Linked DNA regions of Mus musculus: region 2 is linked to region 1. A link is a contact called in public promoter capture Hi-C data. All regions are on one chromosome and are shown on one strand. Each heading gives the region's core, a stretch centred on a gene start, on an enhancer-like site or on the middle of the called end of the contact. The rest is flanking DNA. Distances are from core to core; before and after follow the strand shown. Region 1 holds the start of Fam81a (family with sequence similarity 81, member A). Region 2 holds the start of Lipc (lipase, hepatic).

Region 1 (6,160 bases), core at 2,545-5,044:
CAGAGGAAAGAGGCAGCAAAGAAAGTCAAAAGGACAATGACAAACTGACAAATGAATGTGTTCCCAATCCGGGGCACGCAGGACTAGAGTAAGGGAAGGAGACTGTAGAATGGGTTTAGACTAGACTTAGGACAGACACAGAGACATCCCCGAATTCCAGACCAACACAATAAGGTCATGGAGAGATAGAGAAGGAATACTTGGAGACTCGCAGGAGGGCACAGCTGGATTTACAGAGGTGGAGGCCCAGCATCTTATCCATCAAAGGCCATTTTCTAAAAGGGAACCTGGCGTTTAAGGGATAGAAAGCCATGGCACAGAGCAAAGTGGATGCGAGTTAGTGACGAGTACAATTCTTCTACATGAAAGCCAGCCTTCATGAAATTAGAGCCAGCATCAATTTAGAACAAAACCAGTCCAAAGGTCTTTGTGACTTTCTCCTGGATAACTTGGCAGGCGAGGAGAAGAAAACACGATGAGAGTGATTTTGAGACTAGAGCCTGGAATATAAGAAGTCCAAGTCTGCACACAGTGGCTCACACCTTTGAGCTAAGCATTCTAGAGGCAGAAGCCATCAGATCTCTGGATATGAGGATACCCTGGTCTACATAGTAAGGCTCTGACTCCCCACCTCCCCGTCCCCCACACCCACCCCCCGAAAATCAACATGTCAAAACCTGTCAAGACAAAACATTGTGTTTTTCAGAGGTCACATGTGCTGATGGGAGATGTGGAGATGTAGAGCCCTGAAGATGGGCTGAGGCATTACAATGACGCGGGTGAAAGAGCTGGAGTCTTCCGTGATGGTTAAAGCCAGGCACAGTAGGTGGAAAGATTCAGTGATGTGGGAAGGTTCTTAAAGGTCAATTTTAGAGGTTGAAAGAAAATGCAGGCAGAGCCATAAGGGTCAAGGCAGAGCCATGGGGAGGGGTCAAAGGCGGAGCCACAGAGGTCAAAGCGGAGGCACTGCCAGTCCATTGAGTGGGAGAGCGGCAGCCTAAACCCAAAATCCCTAGCAAAGCTGGCAGAGCAGAGAATGAAGCCAGCTGCTCCTGAGTTCGTTGTTTATGACTTTTTCTGAGCCTCAAGTGAAGTAGTTTCCCTGCCTGAGTGAGCAACAGTCACCAGACAGGCTATTTTCTCCCCCTCCTCCCTCCTCTGTTTTTTTTCTAGACAAACAAACAAATAAACAAAAAAGAAATTAAAAAAAAAAAGTTGTGTGTGTGTCCCAGCACACACTGCCACTTAGAAGAGTCATTCTGTTCTTATACTGTGCTCAGATTCTGAACCTCTGGCTTGGGTTGTCCATCTTGGTGACAGGTGCCTTTCTCTGCTGAGCCATTTTGCTAACCTAAGCCTTGTTTTTTTGTTTGTTTGTTTGCTTGTTTTATAGAAAGGGTTTTGTTTGTTTGCTTGTTTTTGGATTTTTAAGGTCCTACAACACCCTAATGATTCCATCTTGATATTTGAGAGACTAAATAAACCCTGTCTTTTTCAAAATGTGCAGAGCAATTCTGAAGGGCCACCAGGTCTGGCAAGTACCAAACCAGGAACACAGGAATGAGGGTCTTGAGAAGACAGTATCACATTCTAAGAGTTAATACGTTGGAGGTGGCACTAAAGAATATGGGCAAGGTCATCCTGGTTCTCAGAAGAGGTGTTGTGAAGGAGGCTGTGCTCACACCCTGGCAGAGGGGAGAAGGGGGGTGGGGAGAGACAGGCTCGGAGACAGGAAATGAAAATACAGGAGTGGGCTGCAGGATACATGAGAGGAGACACGGTGGGTTAGCAGCCAGCACGGGTAGGAGAATGAGTCCTTTGCCAACGAAGGATCTAAGGTCCAGGACTTGTGGGTCTTTAAAGGGGTTGTAGGCTCACAGGCAGAATTCTTGAGCAATGAGGACTTTTGTATCTGTATGCTAATGCGATTTCTAATATGTAAACCATTAAAGATTTCTAAGCCCTCAGGTAGCTGAGCTGGCAAAAGCTTACTAACTGGAAACTTGGCTTCCCAGCTCACAGTTTTACAGAGAGAGTCAGATTTCCATGGATATCAAGAGTGTCCTTGGAACACAACGTCAGAGGCATCTCAACAGTCCAGTGATGGGAGTCATGGGGACCTGTTGTGGCCCCTTGGAGGAAAGGGAAGTTTATGGATGAAAAATGGCCTCTGTGTCATTTTTAGTTCCAGCCAGTGCTAAAATTAGAAAAAATACCACAGCCTGTAAGTCACCTCTACACACACACACACACACACACACACACACACACACACAAGCCAAGGTAGATACAATGTGCATTTCTTAATAAAGAACGTATTTACTCTCAGAAAGCTAATTCGTTAATTTTTTAATTACATTTATTCGTTTAGCTCCTGTGCCTTGTGTGGGTGTGGAGGTCAGAGAACAAGTTGTGGGGGTTGGATGATTCTCTCCTTTCACAATGTGGGTTCCAGAGATCAAACCCAGGTCCTCAAGTTTAATGGCAAAGACCTTTACCCCACCCCCACCCCCCACCGAGCCATCTTGCTAGCCCCCTAACCCCAAATCTCCAAAGAACAATGCAAATGTCTGGCCCTAGTTCTAAGTGATTCCCTCTGTAGATCCAAACCAGTTCAACATTATTTCTGTGAAATAACCTCTTAACAGCATACACAGACTTTAAGCTGAGTGCACGCATGCGCATGTCACACACACACACACACACACACACACACACACACACACACACACACAGCTTCTGCACATTGAAGAAATGACTCACTTAATTTGCCACTGCCTGCCACTACTGGGTTTTGATTTTACCTGTTCAGACACAAAGTTTCCTATCAGATCAACTACAGGAAAGAAGTATTTGGCAGCTTGGACCCTGATTGGGTTCAGGACTTAAGTGCACCGAAGGGATTTTAATCTATGCATTTTAAGGAGCCTTTCCGGACCCCAGACTGTTCCCTCCATAAAATGGTAACATTTCTTGCTACTTTGGGAGCCAGCTCATTGGAAACCCCTTGCGGAATAAATATGGTTAAGTCTTGCATCCCCAGAGGGTCCCTTCCTCAGCTCACAGTACCAGCAAAACAGCCTTGTGCTGCAACTGGAAAGAACCAGAGCCCTTCCTTTCAAAGGATGAAAACCAGAGAATCCGCGGGAGCAATGTGGCTAACCCACCCAAGGTCACTCAGCTCCAACTGTGAATGATAGACTTGCCCCTAGTCCTGGCAAACTCTGCACACCCTTGGCTCTCCTCAAACAGTCCCTCGGGGGCCTCTTCTGTCTGCTAGCTTGCAGCCCCCGCGAAGATGCAATGCCACTTGCGCTCTGCGCCTAACTTCAGCCCTGCGCGTCAGCATTCAGTTAACCCTCTCGCGTCCAGAGTGTCACGCGGGGCACACGAGGCTTCATCCCTCACCCCCTCTCCCCAGCACTATCCCATGCCTATCCATGGAGTGGTTGCTCCAAGGTCACATCGACGGTCCCTGCGGAAGCACCCGCCGCTTGAGTCTAGAGGATGCCCGGACATGTGGGGAGGGGAGACACCTCTGAAGACTCACCCGCGCGCGGATCTGGCGCGCCGAGGCTGCCCATGTCGTCGCCGGCGCTCTGGGTGCGGTGGCCGCGAGCGCGGGGCTTTGCGGGGCGAACCCGGCTGCGGGCCCGCGCTCCAATCAGCGCGCGCGCGGCCCGGCCCGGGGTTCGCGGCTCCCCCACCCTGGAAGGGCGCGAGCCGCCGCGCGCCTCCCAGAGCCTCTTCCGGGCGCGTTGCCTGGACGCGGTTGCCGTGGCAGCCCGAGCTGGAGGCTTTCCCCGCGCGCCCGCGCCCAGCCCGCCGGCGCCCCTCCTCCCACCGCGTTCCCACACTCAAAATAGCCTTTCCGCGGCGCCGCGGGTCCCCACCCAGTTCGCTGCAGGGAGTCAGCGGGCGGGGACTTGCTTACAAGAACCTCAGTCCCGTCGTAGGGCGCGTCGACTTGGAGGCAGAGGTAGGTGTAGGGAAGGATGCTTCAATGAGAGCCCAGCCTTCCAGGTCTCTATGTCATCAATCATTTTCCCGGGAATCCTAGCATCCCTTATGTACCAAGCCTGGTTCCCACAAAAATAGTTAACTGCTTTTCCCACCTCAAACTGGGGAGAAGTTAGGGGTGAGACCACAGTCCAGGAAACAGCTCCTTCCAGCGCCACACCTGCACAGGTGATGGAACCCTCCAGGCGACAAGTGTGTATGAGGGAATCACCAAGCCTCGCGCACAAGAGACAGGACCCCTGGGAAAATGCCCGTTTCTCCTCCCAGCCCTCTTCCTACCTTCTGCCTCGCTCCCAGGGAGTTCCAGCTTTGCTCTCCTTCCCATCAGTGCTGGATCCTCAGCAGGAATCACTCACAATTTTGCTTCCTCTCCGTAAGGTGGGGTTTAAGAAGAGTGGAGGATCCCACCTTTGCTCACCTCACTGCGTCTGGTTCATAGCTCTTACGTAGAGGCATGGGCTTACCCAGTGTAGGTGCTCCTGTCTGGCGGCTCTCCTCTGCCCCCAATTCAAAGGAAGCTAGGAAGAACGCAGGCTGTGCAGCCACTTGGGAAAGCTCTGGTCTTGGAATTCTCGATCCTGTAGTTATTTATGTGTCGTCTTGGGTGTTCTGTAATTAACTCGCCTGTAAAGTAATAACTCCCCAAAACACACACACACACACACACACACACACACACACACACACACACACACACACAGAGAGAGAGAGAGAGAGAGAGAGAGAGAGAGAGAGAGAGAGAGAGAAAGAGAGAGAGAGACTGCTAAGGTGAAATGGAGAAGATGAAGATGGAGAAGGCAGGGACTCTGCTCCCCTCCCGGCCATTGCAGCCTAACACATATTGATCAGATAGTTAGACGGGTATAAAAAAGACTGCTGACCAGAGGGCATGGCCTTAAGTCCTGTCTCACGGAGATCTCACCTAATAGTGTTCTTTAGTGTGTGATGGTTTATTTCTCTTTCTGTATCACTTGGTGCACAGCGTGTAAATACGGATGGGATCCAATCCCATGGCGAAAGGTTCTCTGAGAATTTCCACCATTTAAGATAAATTTGAGGGGGCGAGGAGATGGCTCAGTAGATAAGTGCTTGCCTTGCAAGTGTGAGGACCTGAATTTCATCCTCTCTGAATTTCATATATATATGTGTGTGTGTGTGCGTGTGCGTGTGCGTGTGCGTGTGTGTGTGTGTGTGTGTAGAGGGGGGAAGAGGGAGAGAGAGAGAGAGAGAGAGAGAGAGAGAGAGAGAACTCGTGTCGTGCACATATTCTCACACAGGCTCCCCACATGCACAAAATAAATAAACATGCCAGCCATGGGGATTTGGTGTTCACTTGTAATTCCAGAGCTGAGGAAGCAGAGACAGGCAGACAGATCAGGGCTCATAGGTCGTGCAGCCTTGCCTTCTTGATGAGTTCTAAGTCTGTCTTTAAAAGGTGGATCATGCCTAATGAATGATATTTGAGGCTGTCCTCTGACCTACACACACACACACACACACACACACACACACACACACACACACGCACGCACAAATGAAACATATTACTTGCCACAGTGTCTGGAAACACAGCTGTTACGATAAAGTGCCAGCTCTCCTCACAATGAGGCCAGAGTCAGGTTCCAAGGCTTTCTACCTGTTCCCATAGGCTGCCTTCTAGCGCAGGGTGTGCCTCTCACAACCAAGACAGTCAGTTCCTGTCCATTTTGTTTCCTTTTCCCTCCTTCTCCCTTCGCTCCCTCCCTATCCTGCTTCATCCTGCCACGGGCCAGGAGTCAAGGAGTCAAGGTCCTAAGAAGGGGTGGGAGTTGTCACTCTGGTGGCTGTCAAAGCATAACTTTATTACCACAAGTCCTCCTCACACTCTGGGGTAAGGCAGGGGAATACCTGGGAGGCGAGAGGGGTTTGCCGTAAGCGCACACACACCCCGACTTAATTTCTTTTTTTAAACAATCATGCTGATTAACATAAGACACCACATATTTAAAGATTCCTTTGCAAGGCCTGATGGCTCATACCTCTAAATCTAGCAGACAGTAGGTTGAGGTGGACTGGACGCCATTGTGATTTCCAGGTGAGCCTGGGTTACAGAGGGGACTCTGTCTTAAAGAAAACAAAAAAGTAAAAACAATTCACTTAA
Region 2 (6,160 bases), core at 2,125-4,624, 790 kb after region 1:
CCTCCCTGCCTTCCTCTCTTCTTCCCTCCATCCCTTCCTTTCTTCTTATGCACTAATGTCCCACTCCTACCCACAGAGCAACCATTGCTTTTAAACTCTGTAGATGTTTAAACAAACCTCCAACCTCTAGTAGGATACATAGAAAAATTCAGTATACTAGATATTCCACCCTATTTTCCTGCCCTGATATTTCATTTCACATTTTCTCACACTTATTTTTTAAAGCAGCTAGATAAATTGGTTTTGAACTTTCTTTTTGAGGTCATAATTTACCAGGAGGTAAAGAACCACTCTGTGTCCCCGGCTCAAAACACAACCTACACACAGCCTTGGTAGTATCTCGGGAGGGGTTGGGACTCTGAACCCACCACCTGGGCTGAATAAAGATCCCCAATGTTGTGCTATGAGCATCTCAGGGTCATTGATAAGCCATTTATTCCCAAATACCATACCGTTACCAACTTTCTGAAATGTTTGGTAGTCGGCATTTGAATTTAAAGGTGGACTTAGCAGTGACTGCGATTCTGCCGCTGAGGGTTGATCATGGTCAGCTGCAGTTTAACCAGCCCTGTGTATGTGCTGGCTCAGGATCACTCTCTCCTCTGTCTTCACCTTCCTATTCTTCTCCTCCTCCATATCTATTTCTTCCTCTATTTCTTTTCCTCCTTCTCTTCTTCCTCTGTCTTCTTATCTCCTCCCCTATCTTCTCTCCTCTTTGCTCTCCATCTTCATCTCTGTCTCTTCTTCCTCCTCCCTAGATAATTTACTCTCAGAAGGCTCTTCAGGCTTGGAAGACACAAGCACATTATCATCTCTGAAGCTGTGCTTCTGCCCAAGGAAGGCCTTGCTTTCTTATTCTCTGATGCCAGCTTGCAAGACCCCACACAAACGCACCCCCACCCCTCCCCAGGCTCGGTCTGCACAGGCAGCTGGGCACGAGCTCTTTCATGATCACTTTTCTCCAGTGGGACTCATGGCACGCCATGCTGTGGTGGAGAAACATGCGCACCCATAACTGATCGCCTTCATTACACTCAGCGGGCTGCCTCATACATTGGATTTGACACATATGTGGATCATTCCCATTCCCTTCTGCCCATAATATAAAAATATTTTCAGTAATGTTAATGAAAAAGTAGTAATTGTTTTCTCAACTCATTCTTCAGTTTTAAAGCAATGGACAGATTTAAAGGACAGTGTTTTTTGGTTTTTTTTTTTGGTTTTTTTTTGTTTTTTTTTTTTAAAGACTAACTTCCAACTTTAAGATAGTCAAATACAATAAAATTACTCTGGTGTGAACTCAAATTTTTACTTGCCAAGCAAATTCTTAAGCTTTACAGTTCACAATCTGTCTTATTCATAAATTTTTAAACACAAGCAAAAAAATCTTAGTGGACGGGTATCACATTGGAAAACAGAATTGAAGTAATGTGAACCCTGAACTTTCAGTTTTACACTTGCTTCCATCATGTTTATTTTTAGCTTCCTGTTTAAATGTGGGAATGGGTATTAAGTACCAGGAGGGCTGGAGACATGAAATGTGTCTGAGAGAGGAAGAAGGATTCTGAGCCACTACACGCTCACTCCCATGGGGAGCACACATCCGTTGTTTCTGAGCTCCAAGACTACGTAAGTAACATGTGCATGGGTGTGGGAGAGCATGTGCTGCACATGTGTGGTGGTCAGGGGATGGCCTCAGGGTTGGTCCTTGATTTTTTTACACCTTGCTTGGGACACAAAGACCAAACGAAGAAAGAGAACTTCAGACCAATCTTTATGAACATTGATGCAAAAATACTCAATAAAATTCTTGCCAACCAAATCCAAGAACACATCAAAATGATCATTCACCACGATCAAGTAGGCTTCATCCCAGGGATGCAGGGATGGTTCAATATACGGTAATCCATCAATGTAGTCCACTATATAAACAAACTCAAAGAAAAAAACCTCATGATCATTTCATTAGATGCTGAAAAAGCATTTGACAAATTTCAGCATCCTTTCATGTTAAAAGTCTTGGAAGAACAGCAATCACACTTAACCATTGAACCATCTTTCTAGTTCATCCTTGAGGAAAGAAAAGTTTAAGTCTCCGGTGGATATAGATGCTCAAGTCTGTGACCTCAGTGCTCCTCAGTGCTCAAGAGGATCTCAATGTCGACCCTAGCCTGGGTTACACAGACCCTGTCTCCAAATCCATCCATCCATCCATCCATCCACCCATCCATCCATCCATCCATCCATCCATCCATCCATCCATCCATCCATCAAAATTTTAAACATTCTAGGCCAGCAGATCTTCATGACAATGGGCACAGAAGCAAGGTTCCAAACCCCTGTCTAATTTGGTCAAGTTGTCCAGTCAATCCTACCATTTACTGATCTAACACGCCATTCAGCCAGGAACCTGGACCCCATCTGCCTGGCAGGGCATGGAAGTCTATCCTTGGCCATCACTGTAGTTTATAAAGCCATGGACTAAAAAGACTGATGGCGGCGGCTCCTTCAGCTCAGGAGAAAAGCTTTGCCAGAAAAATGTAAAGACTAGGAAACATGCGAATGACATCTCTGCTTTAGGCAGGACTAGAAACAGGACTCAGATTCCCTTCTCTTGGGAGAGAGCAAGGCGATTTCACAACCCCAATAGGACAGAGCGTTTGATGGCTCCCAGATGACAAATTAGAATTCAAATGAACTTTAAGGATGATCCCAAGTCTTTCAGGTCATTGTCTTTCAAGTCTTTCAGGTCATTGTCTGCTGAAAAAAAAACTTTTCCCATGGTGTCCATATGACACCTGTAAGAGGCCACACTGCCCGTTACAGGGGCTTTTTTTTTTCCCTGTCATCTACTCTCATCTACTCTTTTTGAAAATACGGTCCCTTTTACAAAGTGCTACACAGCTCTGGGTACCTTGGGAGCCACTCATAGAACCACTTCATGAGCTCTGAAGCAGATCCCATCCCAATGTCAATCTCTGCAACACAGTCAAGACCAAAAAAAAATTCACGGCCATTTCTAGAGAAAAGATAAACACTTACCTGTTCCCACGCCTTGTCCACAAGCACTTGATTGGATAAAGATGCAGAACACCAGGAAAATGGAGATTTGGAGGGGATTTCCCATGTCTCTGGCCTCACCTGGGGTCTGAGGTCTTCTTGCTAATGTCTAGAACTAAAGAGACCAGAGTGCTTCTTGGTGCTCAGCTGGGGAAGGCCCCCATTAATTATTAACCTTAAAACACGTTACCTAGAATTTAAACACTTTCTTTACCTTCTCCAGTCCAAATCTATCAATATCTAGATTGACCCACAGAAGCACTTTTTATCTCGATAAGTTTTGGAAATAAAACACCTCGCCAGGTCTTCTTTCCTCTTGAGCCAAGCTCATAGTTCAGAATCAATCAATTGAGAGTCAGTGTGCTGTGTTTGGACATTTGACCAAAGGTCAGCTGGGTGACCTCTGTATTATTGCCTGCTTTACCGCCCCCCCCCATAGTACTTGAATGGGAGGTAGTGTCGTGGTCCTGGTCTTTCTAGTCGCATGCCAATCCCAAAGAGAGATGAAAGCCCCCACCCCCAGGGACTCTGCTTCCTGTTGAGTTCAGCCATGTTTCTGGCACCTGTGGTGTAATTGTGATGGGGCAGCATGTCTTATAGCTGAAAGAGGAGCTGGAGCCTGGTGAGGTCAGGTTAAGAAGGAACTGGGTGAGAAGCAAAGACCAGAGTCTCGCTGAGGGCCCCGTTGAGAGATACCCCAGGATAAATGCACTCACTGGGTTAATTAATGTCCAGCCAAGAGTAGAGGGCTGTGAAGCAAGGTCATTCAGCAAAAGCAGGCAAGAAAGGGTGTGATGTGCAGCTCTTGCAGAGTTCTTGGCTCTCTAGTGTGATTTAAATTTTGTTGTTGTTGTTGATTTAGTATGGACACACTGAACAAATAAATGCTGTGTGTTGAACACCACTGTGTACCAGGCGCTGTTGTTGGCTTTAAAGAATAGTTAAGTGAATAAAGTAGGCAAGCAGTCCAGTCCTTGTGGAGTTTACGTGCCGTGGGCAATGTGGGCATGAGAAGGATTATATGGTAGAAAGCAGAGATGCATGTTTGAGAACTATTTGGCTGGGAATATAGCTTAGTTGGTAGAGTGCTTGCCTAGCACGCATGAAACCCTGGGCTGGATCCCTAGTATAGTGGCTTTGGTGGCACATGCCTATAGCCCCAGCATTCAGGAGGAGGTGGGAGTGTCAGGAGTTCAAGGTCATTTCTGACTCCACAGTGAGTTCAAAGTCAGCCTGTGCTAGATGACACCCGGCAATAAAAAAATAAAGTACAAATAAAGAAATACCAGGGGTGATGGAGAAGGCAGTGGTTTAAACAGAGTGGTCAGAGTGAATCTTGCTTGGAAGTTGTACCTGAAACCAAGGCTTGAGGGGAGTGAAGGGGCCAGTCTGCGGGGAGAAAGACTTTCAGACAGTTAAGGCAAAGGTCCTGAGATTGGAACATGTTTGGTGTGTTCCAAGAACAGAAAGATGGCCCGTGAGCAGGGAGACTCCTCTGAAGGGGGTACAGAAAGGACTCAGACATATAGAACAAAGGAGCAAATAATTTGATCTGTGTTGTTTTGCATGTGAGCAAGGCTAAAGAGGAGAGCTGACTGAAGAGTGAGCCAGGGAGCTGTGACGATGGCTGGTGTGATGTAACCCTGGGCCTGGGTGGGGGCTGGGCTGTTGTTTAGAAGTGGGACTACTAGACTCCCTGGATTGCTGGGAGGGAGGAGGTGAGAGGGGAGTGAAGAATGACTGGAGGCTTTGGGGTTCAGCAAATAGATGAATGGGGTTACCATCCACGGAAGTGATGAGTGAAACAAGTCTGGCAGGGGGAATGAGGAGCAATTCAGGTTTTGCTCTGTGGCGGGCGTCTGAGTTGGCTCTTAGACACTCCAGTGGATGGTGGAAATAGTTAGCAGACAGACAAAGTGCCAACTGTTGTCTGCTAATGGCTGGCTTAAAAGCTCTCTGAGAGAGCTGGGGAGACAACACAGGGAGGAAACTGCTTGCGGTACAAGCACGAGGACCTGAGTTTGATCCCCTAAATCCACATTTTAAAAGAGCCAGGCACGAGCATGTTCTTGTAATCCCAGTGCCTGGGAGGCAGGGCCAGGCTGATCACTGGGACTTGTTGGGAAGCCAGCCTTGCATAATTAGAACGCAGTGGGTCCCGGTGAGAGACGCAAGATGGAGACTGATTGAGAAAGACAACGGATGCCAGCATTTGACGCCCACAAGCATGTATGCAGGCAGCTGTGAATGGTCTTGATCCCAACCCCAAACCTGTGTGCTCTGTGTCTGAGCTTCCTTTCTGAAACACAGGGGCCATCCTGGTTCCTGAAGACCTGGGTTCTGGATTTGGGGGTGTCTCCTTCCTGTTTTGCATGGTTAAGCAGGCTCCACTTCCACTTTTTTCACATTAAACATTTAAATCTTCAAACCCCTAAGACCATTTGGCCTTGGGTCCCTCTTCCATCACCCTGTTATCCTCTCTTCTGGATATTGCAGCAAGCACTCCCAACCCCTACCTCCTTCTGCAGGTAAACTTAGCAAATACAGTGAGCCTGCCTGTCTCCTGGCTCTGGTATCTGTGCAGAATGTTACATAACACCAGCCACATCTATCATCTCATCTCTAAGGTGGGGATAGCACAGCCTGAGATAATATTTTATGATACTCACTTACTTTCCCCTAACTTGTCCTTTCTCCCACATAGGAAGGATAAAGTAAAATCAGTCTATATAGAGTTTGTCTTCCTAAACCACAAGGTCCCAGGCTAGGGAACCACTAACTGACCAAGACCAGTAAAGGACTAAATTTCTTCTTTACATTTGAATTTTATACATAAATGATATACATATAATGTATGTATATGTATGTATTACATGTAATGCATTTAAATCAAATATACCCCCTTTCCTTTCCCTCCAATGTCCCCACAACCACCATTACTTCCTAACTACATGTGCTCTGTCTTAAAAGCTAAGTCTATTTATTGTTGTCCATAAACGCACAAATGTTAAACATCCCCCTGGAGCAAGAGGATCCCCAAAGAAAACTGATCCTCTCTCCTTCAGCAGCCATCAGCTGCCAGTAGCTCCACAGACATTAC

Evidence for each region. Promoter capture Hi-C pulls out the DNA fragments that hold promoters and counts their contacts.
Region 2: a promoter capture Hi-C map of liver shows a contact between it and region 1, with 2.4 times the contacts expected there. The contact joins the promoter of Lipc here to the promoter of Fam81a in region 1. A contact is called at or near these places in 3 of 39 promoter capture datasets (frontonasal cranial neural crest and liver).

Annotation. Positions count from the first base shown.
Region 1 is chr9:70,137,763-70,143,922 of GRCm38.p6, forward strand. It overlaps Fam81a (family with sequence similarity 81, member A), which reads right to left and starts at 3,795. Exons shown (of 9, transcript NM_029784.2): 1 at 3,551-3,795.
Region 2 is chr9:70,931,434-70,937,593 of GRCm38.p6, forward strand. Lipc (lipase, hepatic) reads right to left here and starts at 3,375. Exons shown (of 9, transcript NM_008280.2): 1 at 3,043-3,375. The coding sequence starts at 3,127. The region is part of intron 2 of Gm32017 (a long non-coding RNA gene); the gene reads left to right.